Regions from separate parts of the Callithrix jacchus genome. Here region 1 is linked to region 2. A link is a contact called in public Hi-C data. All regions are on one chromosome and are shown on one strand. The core of a region is the stretch at or near the end of the contact, and the rest is flanking DNA. Distances in the headings are between cores, read along the strand shown.

Region 1 (6,065 bases), core at 3,327-5,826, 53 kb before region 2:
TTTTTAGATGCTGGTGTTTCTGATTTCTCCACACTGAATCTGTCTTGTGTAAGAAGTCTTGACCCTTGGTACCCTGTGACAGTCCCTCCAGCCTTGCAGTCCTCCTGTGGTAGCCTTGGGCCTGCCCTGTCCCTTAAAGGTTGGGGTCCTCAGGGCTGGACAGAGCCCTGCCTCCTCGGGGACAGGGAGGTCCAGGGCTCTGTGGAACATGGGAGTGTGAAAAAGTACATTCTGTGCTGTAACTTTATCCTCAGGAAATGAAATAAAACAGTAGACACTGAACCCAACTGCTGATGTAATACTGCAGGCTCAAAGATGTGGGCATCATGGGTATATTTACTTGGCGCCAACTTCTTCACTCCTCCTTTCTGGTCTCGCCCCAGCCCTGTCATGGAGGTCAGGGATTTGTGTCTGTCTTTTCCCCAGCACAGGGCACAGGGCAGTGCACCGGCTGAGCGCATGATTCCCAGGCAGCAGAGAAGCACATTGCTCAGGGAGATGTGGCTTTTCGAAGTTCAGTAACCTAGCAGCACACCTGCATGACCCCCTCCCTTCCCGGTTCCTGTCCTCACCCCCTCCCTGATGTCCCTCACCCAATGTCAATTGTGCAGGCCCTGGGCACACCAAGGTGAAGGGGACAGACCCAGGACCTGCCTTCACGGTGCTTCCAGCTAAAGGCAGCCCCCAGCACCCACATCCTGAGGTTCCCTTGGAAGGTCAGATCAGGCGGACTTGTCCCAGAGCCCATTCCTCCACTGTCCCCCACATGCTGACCTTTGTCCCCAAATCCAACAGCCTCCCCCACCATGAGCCCTGCCCTCCCCCAAACCAGCTCTCCCTCCAAGCTCTCCCTGCAAAGTACAGGCGAAGGGCCCACATTCCTCATCTCCCAGGCCTGGCACAATCCCACTCCTGCCTTCGCAGCCCGCCTCAGCTCTCTCACCAAAGCTGCCTCCCTGAAAGGAGGTTTCCTTTTTCTTTTTGAGACAGGGTCTTGCTCTGTCACCCAGGTGTGATCATAGCTCACCTCAGCCTTGACCTCCTGGGCTCAAGCGACCCTCCTGCCTTAGCCTCCTGAGTAGCTAGGACTTACAGGCCTGCAGGCCACCACATCCTGCTATTTTTTTTTTTTTTTTTTTTTTTTGAGACAGAGTTTCACTCTTGTTACCCAGGCTGGAGTGCAATGGCACAATCTCGGCTCACCGCAACCTCCGCCTCCTGGGTTCAGACAATTCTCCTGCCTCAGCCTCCTGAGTAGCTGGGACTACAGGCATGCGCCACCGTGTCCAGCTAATTTTTTGTATTTTTAGTAGAGACGGGGTTTCACCATGTTGACCAGGATGGTCTCGATCTCTTGACCTCGTGATCCACCCACCTCGGCCTCCCAAAGTGCTGGGATTATAGGCATGAGCCACCGCGTCCGGCCTTTTTTTTTTTTTTTAAGAGGTGGGGACTTGCTATGTTGGCTAGGCTGGTCTCAAACTCCTGGCTTCCAAGCGATCCTCCTGCCTCAGCCTCCCAGAGTGCTGAGATTACAGGATAAGCCACTGAGCCCAGCCTCAAGGTTTCTGAAGCTCAACCGGGACTCAGAGGTCGCTGCAACCTGACCCCAGGATAATTTTAAAGGCATGTGCATTTGCTCAACAACAAAGCAAAACAGGTCATGCTTGTCTCCCTATCGGCTTCCATAATTTTCTCACGATTGCCACATGCTGTTTTTTGTTGTTTACCGAGAGCCAGCTCAGCTGTAAAGACCCCCCACCCAGGCAGCACTGACGGAACCAAGAAGCAGACACCCAGACAGAAAAGTAAGTGGGTCTATCTGGGGGTCCAGCAGCCTTCTGAGCTGAGAGCCTCAGGGCTGACAGCATTCCAGGCTGAAGGGGCTGGAGTAGATTCTGACTCACGCAGTTATTCTCTCTTAACAGGTGATCATTAACGAACAGATGTTCGGTGTTTTCTCATAACACAGAATATGCCAAGTAGGCAGCTGGTGCCCGCTTACCACTGATGACAGACAAACTAACAAGCATTCTCCACGAGGGAGCCACGGGGTCAGGGTCAGATATCTTAAAGCATTGTTTTAACTCGTGTATGATATTGATACCTTGTCCTGCCACTTGGAATGCCCCAAGTAGTTTTCTACTTGAGTGGGTGGGCGGCTAGGTTTTTCTTGCCATGGTTATTCCTAGCAAACAATATATTCTATCACACACTCAGCATTTATCAATATTCATAAACTTAACATTTCTCAACAGTTGTTGGGTTTTTGTTGTTTTGGTTTTTTTGAGACAGTCTCACTCTGTCGCCCAGGCTGGAGTACAGTAGCATCGTGCCAGCTCACTGCAACCTCCGTCTCCTGCGTTCAAGCAAATCTCCTGCCTTAGCCTCCCAAGTAGCTGGGACTACAGGTGCCCACCATGCCTGGCTAATTTTTATATTTTTTAGTAGAGACTGGGTTTCACCACGTTGGCCAGGCTGGTCTCAAACTCCTGATGTCAGGTGATCTGCCGGCCTCAGCCTCCTAAAGTGTTGTGATCACAGACATGAGCCACCGTGCCCAACACTGCATGCTGTTAAGGTACTTGATTTTCCTCCCAAACCTCCTCAACCAGGAATGGATGTTCAGGGATTTGTGTTTACCTTGTGAACCCTCCAGCATCCCAAGGACACCCTGCTCCTAAGGTAAGTGACTAGACGTAGGTCATCCAGTGTAATCACCAGTCTGCAGGGTTCAAGTGATTCTCCTGCCTCAGCCTCCCAAGTGGCTGGAATTACAGGTGTCTACCACCACGCCTGGCTAACTTTTGTATTTTTTAGTAGAGACTCGTTTCACTACGTAGCCCCTCAACCAGTTCCTGCCCATTTGGTCTGGGCTTCTCTTGGGGTCCCCCATGCTACTACTGCTTTTCTGGCTCATGGGCCACTCTCCCCCCATGCACACACCTGCCTCCCTGAGGCACCCGGGTGGGTGAGAGAGGGTGGCGATATTCAAACACAGGCCTCCAGACTCCTCATTCAGGGCACACCAGCTATCACGAGCCCTGGACTAGGAGTCAGCAGACCTAGGGTTTGGGTCTCTTCCTAACCAACATTCTAGTTAAGACTCCATGCCAGGAAGGGCAGCCAGGCCCAGCCCGGGCACCCCGAGCTCGGGATCCCGACGGCACCCAGGCAGGAGAAAGGCCTCAGGAGGAGGACGAGGACAAAGGGCGGCCTCACTGGGACTGGGCTATAGTGCTGGACTTCCTGGCTGGATGCGCGCAGGGAGTGGGGTGGGGAAGGAAGCTGTGGGCAGGGCCGGGGAGAGGCGTCTGGGAAGGGCTGCCGTTCCACCTGCACGTCCGTTGGGGACCCCCGCCCCTAGCATCAGGCTGCACTACAGGCAACACCTACCTGAGTGTCGTAGTACCAAATACACAGAACCTTACGATCTGCCCCTCCAGCAGGTACAGCACCCACTGGAATTCAAATAAAAGAACCATGTGATTCTAAGCCTGGAAACGTGGCACAGAGTGTGGCCTTGCCTGCAGGCCCTGAAGAAGGAAGCTGGGCCCTAAGGCTGTGCGATCTGACTCCCACAGTGAAGAGAAAGTGCCTGACCCGTCTGCTCCCAGGCTCCAAACCGACCGTCTGGACCTCCCGAGGCGCTGGGGAAGAGCTGGTGGGAAGTCACCGACGGAGACCCTCCACAAGGACCACGGTAGTCCCTTGCCACTGCGAATGTCAGGGACTCCTTGGGGGGCCGAGTCAGACTCGGCTCTAACTCATCTCCGCAGCCCAGGGGTACCCTGATGACCCAGAGCCAAGCGCCCTCCGACTTCAGCGTCTGAGCACGGCCCCTCCGGTCTCGCCCCGTCCCGCCACCGCTGACGGACGCGCTGCGATCTGCCCTGGCTCCACTCCGCAGCCTGTCCACGTCCCTCCCTCCACAGCCTTCCGTGGCTCCCGCGACCCGCAGTCCAAGGGAAAGTGCTGTTTCCCGAAGGCCTGGCTGCGCCCTTTGCCCCATGACCCCTTTCCCTTTTAAAGTTCTCTCCTCTCCACCCAAATCCCAGCCTCAGGCCCCACGGAAGCGCCCGAGTGCGTCCGACCCTCACAATCCGGCGGGTTCGGCCAGGAGGCCACCGCCGCCACGGGCGCGCAGGCGGGACGGGCAGAGGCTCCCCAGCGGCGATTCCAGCCCGCGGAGTTTCACAACTAGCGGCGCTCCAAGGCCGTTATCGCGGCAGGGTCCGTACGGCACAGGCGAGGGCGCTGAGGTTCCGCGGCGGCGCTGGACTTCGAACCCAGGGCCTGTCCGGGCCAGCGCCGCCCGGCGCACTTCGGGAGGGGTCCCCAGCCGCGGGGCGGACGCACCCCGCGCGCTCTTTGTCTGCCGGGCCTCGGCGCCCGGCCCGCGCGCCCGCCACGTCCCCCGCGCCCCGCCCGCCCGCGCACGCCCGGCCAATGAGGCGCGGCGGCGGAGCTCAGGGCCCCGGGTGTTGTCCGCGCCGCGCCCGCCCATTGGCCTCGCTCAGCGCCCGGCCCGGGCCCCGCCTGCGAGCACGAGGGGCGGGGCGCGGGGCCCGAGGTGAGGGACCGCGGGCCCGAGGGGATCCAGCCAGCCCGCAGCCGCCGCCGAGGGACCAGCCGGGCCCCGCCGCCGCCGCCGCCGTCCCCGACCGCGCCCCTGCCTGCCCGGGCTCCGCGCCCCAGGACGGGCGGCCAGGCCCAGCCCCGTCTCCGCGAGCTCGGGGACCCCGACGGCGCCCAGCCAGGAGAGGGGCCGTAGGAGGAAGACAAGGAGAAGGGCGGCCTCGCCGGGGACCCGGCCATGGCGCTGGACTTCCTGGCTGGATGCGCGGGGGGTAAGGAGGCGGCGGGCCGGGCCGGGGCGAGGCGTCCGGGGAGGGAGGCCGGCCCACCTGCACGCCCGGGCCTCGCGGCTTCCGCTGGCGGGGGTCGCCGCGTCTGTGAATGGGGACAGCAGTGCTCTTGCCTCGGGCGGCTCTCCTGGGCGTAAACTGACTTCAGGCCCCGGCTGTCCGCGGGGGCAGGTGTCTTGAACTCCTCCGGGCACGCTCGGAAGGGAGGTCTGGGGCGCCGGGGTAGCACCGTGGCCGGGCGGAGGCTACGACTGCCGGGAGGATGTCCCGCTGCCCCCCCGGCACCGCAGTCCTGGACTTGTCTCCCTCCCTTCCCCCATCCCCATCCGGCGCGCCCCGGGAGCAGGTCTCCTCCCCCCGCCGTAAATTTTGGGGCTGACTCCACCCGGTTCCGCACAGCCGTCTAGCTGGGTGTGGCTACGGGGCGACCCCTACCCGGCTGGCCTTGGAGGGCACCGAACCGCTCTGGCCAGACCCTAGGTGCCGAGTCACACCTTGGAACGCCGCCCCTTCCTACGCGGTTTTGTGAGCTGCTGGGGGCCGGAGGCGGGTGGTGGGTGGGCGGGACGAGCCGGTGTGGGGCACCTTCTCCGAGGCCCGGCCGCGGCCCTGGGGTTTCTCCCCAAGCCGATGTCCCCGGGAGGTCCCGGGCGGGCGTGCAGCCCGGGCTCTGCCCTGCCCCGACTGTGGGCGTCGGGCAAGGCACTTCCCTGTTGGGCCTCTGGCTTCTTTGCTTTTACCTTGAGGGTTAATTTATTCACCAGGGATTCCTGGGGAGGCTAGGTGAGCTATCGGTGGGTGGTTGGCGGGGGGAGTTGCAGAGAGGGCTGGCCCGTTATCCTCGTCTGGTTCCGCCTTTCTCCCCAGCACCTGCCCTTGTTCTCCGCGCTTCACCTGCTTGGATTTGGCTCGAATCCAGCGCTGACAGCCAGAGTGGCCAGCGGTGGCCTTAAGTATTTAAACCTGTGGCGTTGGAGCCTGCTTCTTCCCGGGCGAGAGACGTGTTGGGGAAGTGGTGTGCGGTGACGGGAGTTAGAACTCCCCGGCCGGTCACCCAGTCAGAAGCTGCTGGGGAGAAAGCCTGGAGTTTGCTGCCAATCGCTGGGGGGTTTCTCCCTAGCGCTGGGTGCCCTAGAGGCAGAGGGGGCGTGTCCTCTGCGAATTCCATTCTCACCTTCCCCTCCCGACTCCTATCTT
Region 2 (6,946 bases), core at 352-2,851:
ATCAAAAAAAAAAAAAAAAAAAAAAAAAAAGAGAAGAAGAATAATTGAGTAGTTTGTTGTATTTGTAAAGGAATAGAATTTCCTTGTTATGAAGATTGAAAGTGACTTTAAGGATACTGCTATCCCAACTCATTTTACAAAGATCCCAAGGTCAGTGCCCTCTAGAGAGGAAATAAGATGCTGCTGGCTTTCTATTATTGATAATTATTCATGAAGTTAAATACAATGGAACCTACTGAGAAGATACTCAGAACTACGAAATAGCTTGGCTTGGCTCCCCGTATGTGTTGTTATTAAGGTTCATCATACATGAAAAGGTGCAAACCTATCCAGTAGTCAGCTAACTTCTAAAATTTCCCTTGGCTCTTCCTAACAATCTACTATAACAGTAATTACATTAGTGTTATTTTCTAAATCCAAGTCATGATTCTGATAACCCTGTCTCTGCAAAAAATTAGCCGTGCCCGGTGGTGCGTGCCTGCAGTCCCAGCTCTTGGAGAACCTGAGGCAGGAGAACTCCTTGAGCACAGGAGGTGGAGGTTACAATGAGCTGAGATTGGGCCACTGAACTCCAGGCTGGGTGACAAAGTGACACCCTGTCTCAAAAAAAAAAAAAAAAGAAAATTCACTTTTGCTTACCTACTCTTCCTACTGGAAGTAGTAGGAGCACAGAGAAAATAAATTAGCAAATACTCTTTCTTAAGTAATGTTCATTGCAATAATTGTTTTACTAATATAATTTCTAAGTTTCCCAGCCTTAAAACAGACTGACCTTGTAAAGCGATATTCAAAAACAAACTAGAAATGCCTTTTGTAAATATCCACCTAGGAGATGGACATGGATGTTTTAAAAACTTTACCCCCTTCCAAAAGCCTAAAATGCTAACTGTGGATGACCTTTTCCCGATACCAATTTTCCCCCCCCACTAGGGGGAGTGAGTTGTGGATAGCAGGAGGGAAAAGGAAAGGTTAATAACCTTGAGTGGAGAGTCTGACAGCACAGGGGCTTTATCCGGAATCGAAGCTAAAGCTTTCAGAGCCACCAGATCAGGAAACCAGATCTATGACTTAGGCTGCCTTATGTAGGTCATGAGGTTGAAGTGATTACTTTCGACGGCTTTTTGAGCTTGGCTCCATGGAAATTCATGTTCATAGCATCTCTACTTAGCGATAAATAGCACAGTTTTACTGGGGGGATGAAAAACCCACAGAGACTGAATGGCAAACCATCATGACTAGTGATTTTTGGCAAACCTGTATCTTCCAAACTTATAAAATTGAGAAAAATTCAATGCATTTCAACTTACTTGCATTTATTGATTTTAATATCAGTGGTTTTCTGCTCATATACATTTTGCTTAATCCAGAACAGGCCACTTCTCTATTCATTGTAACAGAATAGTAATTATTATTTTTGCCTCTTCTTCAGCAATTTTATTTGTCTGTTCTCAGAAGGTCACAGCTCAGGTAGGGTCTGACCACCCCACATACCAACAAGGTCCAAGCAAAGGTTCTCTGCCTGGGGCATAGGCTGCCCTGGGTATACCAGGGGAGGGTCCACTGATTCCCAGACGTGAAGGAGGTGCCACTCAGCTGCCAGTACTTTGAGAAGGCACAGCCCCCATCCAACCTAAGCTGTATTGGGTGGCAGGGCACAGGATTGGCAGGGTGGGGGGACACAGTCCCAACTGTCCCTGCACCTGTGCCATCTTCATTAGCCATGGACAGGCAGTATGCACATGCTGGCCTCGCCTCACAAAACACATGTATGCAAATGGAATGGGACGGGGTGGCCATGGACATGTTTGCTCTTTCCCACAGTTCTAGGCATCTATGTAGCAGTTCATGCACATGGCAATGCAACGTCTGCTCCCTCCAAATTAGTTAACCACTCTGAATTAAAATATCAACAGCCTTAGAGAGGTGCACAGTTTCTCACCACCCGGAACCTCAAGTTTTTAAATCACCTAGATTTTCTCTAAATGTTTTAAATTCTCAGTTTTTAATCATTATCTTCCCTATTCAATGCAATGGTTAAGCGGGTTAGTTTATAATTAAGTTATAAAACAGTTATTCCTGTATAATAGCATGACTACCTAGGGAAAAAATACATAGTACTGTAATGAACACTGAAATATTTATTAATTACATATAGCCAAAAAGCCCAAAGTAAACACTGGCTTTAAGCAACTGATTAAGATTATTCAAAACACAGTTGAAGCTGGGTGTCTGTAGTCCCAGCTACTCAGGAATTTGAGGCAGGGGGATAGTCTGAGCCCAGGAATTCAAGGCCAGCCCAGGCAACAAGGCAAGATACCATCTCTAATTTAAAAAGCAACAACTAAAAAACTCCCAGATGCACAGAGATCCCAGCTACTTGGAAGGCTGAGGTGAGAGGATTGCTTCAGCCCAGGACTGCACTCTAGCCTGTGTGACAGAATGAGACTCTGTTTCAAAAAAAAAAAAAGAGAGAGTGTGAGGGTGTGTGTGTGTTGGGGGAGGCAGGCCGGTAATCCCAACAATTTGGGAAGCTGAGGCGGGTGAATCGTCTGAGCTCAGGCGTTCAAGACCAGCCTGGGCAACATGGCGAAACCTCATCTCTACCAAAAATAAAAAATTAGCTGGGGCCAGGTGCAGTGGCTCACACCTGTAATCCAGCACTTTAGGGGGCCAATGCGGGTGCGGATCACAAGGTCAAGAGATTGAGACCATCCTGGCCAACATGGTGACCAAATGGCCAGCATGGGTCTTTACTAAAAGCTGGGCATGGTGCCGCACAGCTGTAGTCCCAGCTAGTCAGGAGGCTGGGGCAGAAGAATCATTTAAAACCAGGAGGCAGAGGTTGCAGTGAGCCAAGATTATGACACCGCACTCCAGCCTTGCAACAGAATGAGACCGTGTCTCAAAAAAAAAAAAAAAAAAAAAAATTAGTGGGGCATAGTGGCCCGCCCTGTGGTCCCAGGTACTCAGGAGGCGGAGGCTGCAGTGAGCAGAGATCTCACCACTGCACTCCAACCTGGGTGACAGAGTGAGACCCCATCTCAAAAAAAATAGTAAAAAGAGAAAAAAACAGGTATCTAGGGACCCTTTAAGGTTTAAAACTAATAAAAAAAAAAACTGTTAGATTCCTATGCTGATGTTATATTCAAAAGATGCCTACCAGAGTGCTGTTACTGTGGGAAATTAAAGGAAGATGACATGCAAGCAAAAGAAACCCAAAAAAATCCAAATATTGGGTTTCCAGAAATATGGTGACTCCCACTATTTTTTTTTTATAGCGTCTCACTCTGTCACCCAGGCTAGAATACAGTGGTGTAATCACACAGCTCACTTGCAACCTCCATCTTCCAGGCTCAGGTGATCCTCCCACCTCAGCCTACCAAGTAGCTGGGACTGACTATAGGCATGTGCCACCACAACTGGCTAATTTTTATTTTGCAAAGAAGGGGGTCTCACTATGTTGCCAAGGTTGGTCTCAAAATCCTGGGCTCAAGTGATCCTCCTGCCTTGGCCTCCCAAAGTTCTGGGACTACAGATGTGAGCCACTGCACCCGACCTAATTTTTTTTTTATTTAAATTAACTAAGAAATACCTACCTATACTTGTAACTACGTGTACAGCTATTTTTACTAGGACTTCAAGTAACTCAGCTTGGGACTTACGAAAACTGTTACTTCACAGTTCATTCCAAACTAAGGAGCTATTTTAGTGAAAATACAGTGTAGTTAAAACCTTCCTGCCCAGGATCAAATGAGATCAAGTACACAAAAGCAGTCATGCTGCCTACCATACTCAACCCATTTGTACATATACTTACAAATTTAGCCCAGCAACCCGCTGTCCTTCCTCCATTTGTTACAGAATTATACTGACTGTATATCATGTCATTTCAGTTCTGAAGATGAAATCATTTTCAGAATCTGAACTTGGGAAATGTATTATTATCCACAAACTCTTTTTTTTTTTTTTTTTTTTTTTGAGACGGAGTTTCGCTCTCGTTATCCACAAACTCTTTAGCTTCTCTTTAGAAATAATTCCAAACCACAAGGACAAGGAAGGGGGATAAAACACATGCCTGAGGAAACAGGCCATCCTGTGTTACTGCCATCAAATACGTATAACCGCCTTTATGCAGAGTATTCTACCACACTAACTAGACAACCAACACTTTAAAGAAATGGACAGTATAGCCAGAGGTGGTGGTGGACGCCTGTAATCCCGGCTACTTGGAAGGCTGAGGCATAAGAATCGCTTGAACCCAGGAGGTGGAGGTTGCAGTGAGCCAAGATAGTGACACTGCACTCCAGCCTGGGTGACAGAGCAAGACTGTCTCAAATTAAAAAAAAAAAAAAGAAAGAAAAAGAAATGGACACGAAAACAACCTCAAACTGTGCCACCTTAAAAGCAGCTGCTTGCACAGGGGAAGTAAAGACTGTTAAATACTCACTTAATTGTACATTAACTTCCATCAGTCAAGCCCCTCAGACTTTTTCCCCTAACTGGCTGACTTGATACTTACCACTTCATCAAGCAAAGCCATACACTACCAAGTTCTCTGGGTGTAAAAAAGTGGGCCAGCAATTTGGTGGGATAAAATGCAGAACATGTAAAAATATGTTGATTTTCTCAATTACTCTAATTCCACACACTACAAGAAAAAGTAAATATACTTTTTTAGTGGTTAATGTAGCTTTACCGCAATAATTTCAAATGATATTCTAAATTCTGCAAATTCATCAATAACTAAAACCCCCACCCCTTACTCATTAGCATTAACAACAAAAAAAAAATGACTTTTTTTTTGAGACAGAGTGTTATTCTGTCACCCAGGCTGGAGTGTAGTGGCAAAATCTCGGCTCACTGCAACCTCTGCCTCCTAGGTTCGAGTGATTCTCCTGCCTCAGCCTCCCGAGTAGCTAGGGTTACAGACGCCCGCCACCACGCCTGGCTAAAATTTTTGTATTTTTAGTAGAGACAGGGTTTCACCATACTGGCCAGGCTGGTCTCAAACTCCTGACCTCAAGTGATGTGCTGGCCTCTGCCTCCCAAAATGCTAGGAATAAAGGTGTGCGCCACCGCACCTGGCCAAAACCATGACTTTCAGTTCCAATATGATCAGTGTGTAATCTCTTGAGCTACCAAAATACATGGAAGTTATCTTCTGACAGCCATTAAGTAAAATATTTATGTTTCATTTAAACATGGTTTCTGCTAAACTCAAACTACTATGAATTCTACAAGGCACCCTGGAGGCAGGAGAGCGCCTGTTAGCACTTCCTATTAGGTTTTGACAGCTCCTCGACTCCTTTGCTCAGGCCTCTTTCAATCACAGATCCACCCAGCTGTAGTTGTCTCACCTCACGCCTTTCACCATATACAAGCAAACCAGCTTTTTCAGTCCAGGCTCTTCATTTCTTTCTCATTCATTTCTCTGAATTCTAACTATCTTTTAATACTCACCATATTTTTTGTGTCTCCATCCAGTTCTAAGAATTTATGAAGTAGCTTTAAAGTAACTATAGGGGAAGGGGCTCCACCCCTTAAGTGGAGTATTAAACGTAATCATCACAGGCATTAACTACTATGGCAGAATTATTCTCAAGTCTATTTAGTATCTCAGCAATTTAGCTAGGTAGCAAACGAATATACCAACAGGATACTGACATTAAAATCAGCATTAAATTAATAACTGCCTTTGTAAAGATAAAGATTTTACACATGCAGAAAAGATCCTTTTGCTATAGATGGCTTTTCTGACCTTCGTTAAAAGTATTAAAACAGTAAAACAAACCCCCCAAAAAACTTCGATTTCTAGCATCTTTCTTTTCGTGGGAAAAACAGATACCTTTCTACGTACAAAGTAAAAGGCACAGAGGCCTAAAATTAAAGTACCCGATTTTATTTACTCGCAAATGTCCACAGTCTAGTAAACTGACCCAACCTATTCACAAAGAGCTACATACTTGAGAGGGAAAAGAAAGCTTTCCCAAAACCGAAGTGACTAAGAATTATCCGCTAAGATTCACAGGCCCTTTCCACTAGCTACTGCAGGAGGAAAAGGCCAGGAATTCGCTGGCAACGGCGGTGACAGGCTCAGACTGACGCTCGGGGCCCGCACACGCGAGCCCTACGTGCAGCCCAAGTCCCGCCCCGCAGCAAACGACGCCTCAGGCGAGCGTGACCGCCGGGGCAGGGTCCAGCCCGGCGCTGGGTGGGCGGGGAGCAAGGAAGCCCGGGACGCCCACGCGCGCCGCGTCGCCCCTTCTGGAAAGCGCCTCCCGGGAGCAGCTGGGAGTCGCGAGAAGTTGGGGGCGGGCGGGGCACGCGCCCGCGGCGCCCCCCAGCGGCCGGCGGGGGAACGGCAGCGCCGGGCGGGGGCGCGCGTCCCGGAGACAGCAGTCCCCGACCCGCGAGGCCGCGGCGCAGCCCCGCCAACGCCCGCCCGGGCCGGGGGCGCGCGGCGGCCGCCACAACGGGCTGACGGGCGCGCCCGTTGGTGCGGGCGCGGGGGAGCGAGCGCGCCGGCCCCTCCCCCGGCCGTCCCCGCCCCACGCGACGCTTCCCCCTCTCGGAGAAACTACGCCATTGCGGCCTAGCCGGGCGGCGCCGGCCCCTCCCCCCGCAGCCCGCCGCCATCTTCGCGGCCCGCCGCCCGCCGCCGCCGCGCCCCCGCCGCCGCACGGCCCGCCATCTTTTGGGGCCGCCATACTTGCCCTGGCGAAGAAGATGGCGGCGCCCATCACACACATAAAACATGGCTTCCCTTCAAAACAAAAACATCCCGGGGCCGGGGCGCGCGGCCGGCGCTCACCTGAGGACCACATGGTGACCGAGAACTCGCCCTCCAGGGTCTTGATCTGCACCTGCTTCTGCTCCCACTTCTTGTTGCCCGGGTCGGCGCCGCCGCCGCCCGCCGCGCCGGCCCCGCCGCTCAGGTAACTCTTCT

Evidence for each region. A called contact is a pair of places that touch in the nucleus more often than the background predicts.
Region 1: a Hi-C map of skeletal muscle shows a contact between it and region 2, with 5 times the contacts expected there. The contact joins the promoter of SLC25A29 here to the enhancer-like site in region 2. A contact is called at or near these places in 2 of 3 Hi-C or Micro-C datasets (both in skeletal muscle).

The regions. Positions count from the first base shown.
Region 1 is chr8:135,208,876-135,214,940 of calJac240_pri, reverse strand. It overlaps SLC25A29 (solute carrier family 25 member 29), which reads left to right and starts at 4,576. Exons shown (of 5, transcript XM_078335757.1): 1 at 4,576-4,850.
Region 2 is chr8:135,151,571-135,158,516 of calJac240_pri, reverse strand. It overlaps YY1 (YY1 transcription factor), which reads right to left. Exons shown (of 5, transcript XM_002754285.6): 1 at 6,812-6,946. Among named protein-coding and RNA genes, the nearest start is that of YY1, 4.4 kb to the right of the region's middle. Within about 2 kb of position 1,601, at least 4 of the 16 cell types and tissues checked have an H3K27ac peak or open chromatin away from gene starts, as enhancers often do. A contact at or near this core is called in skeletal muscle, where this site is marked.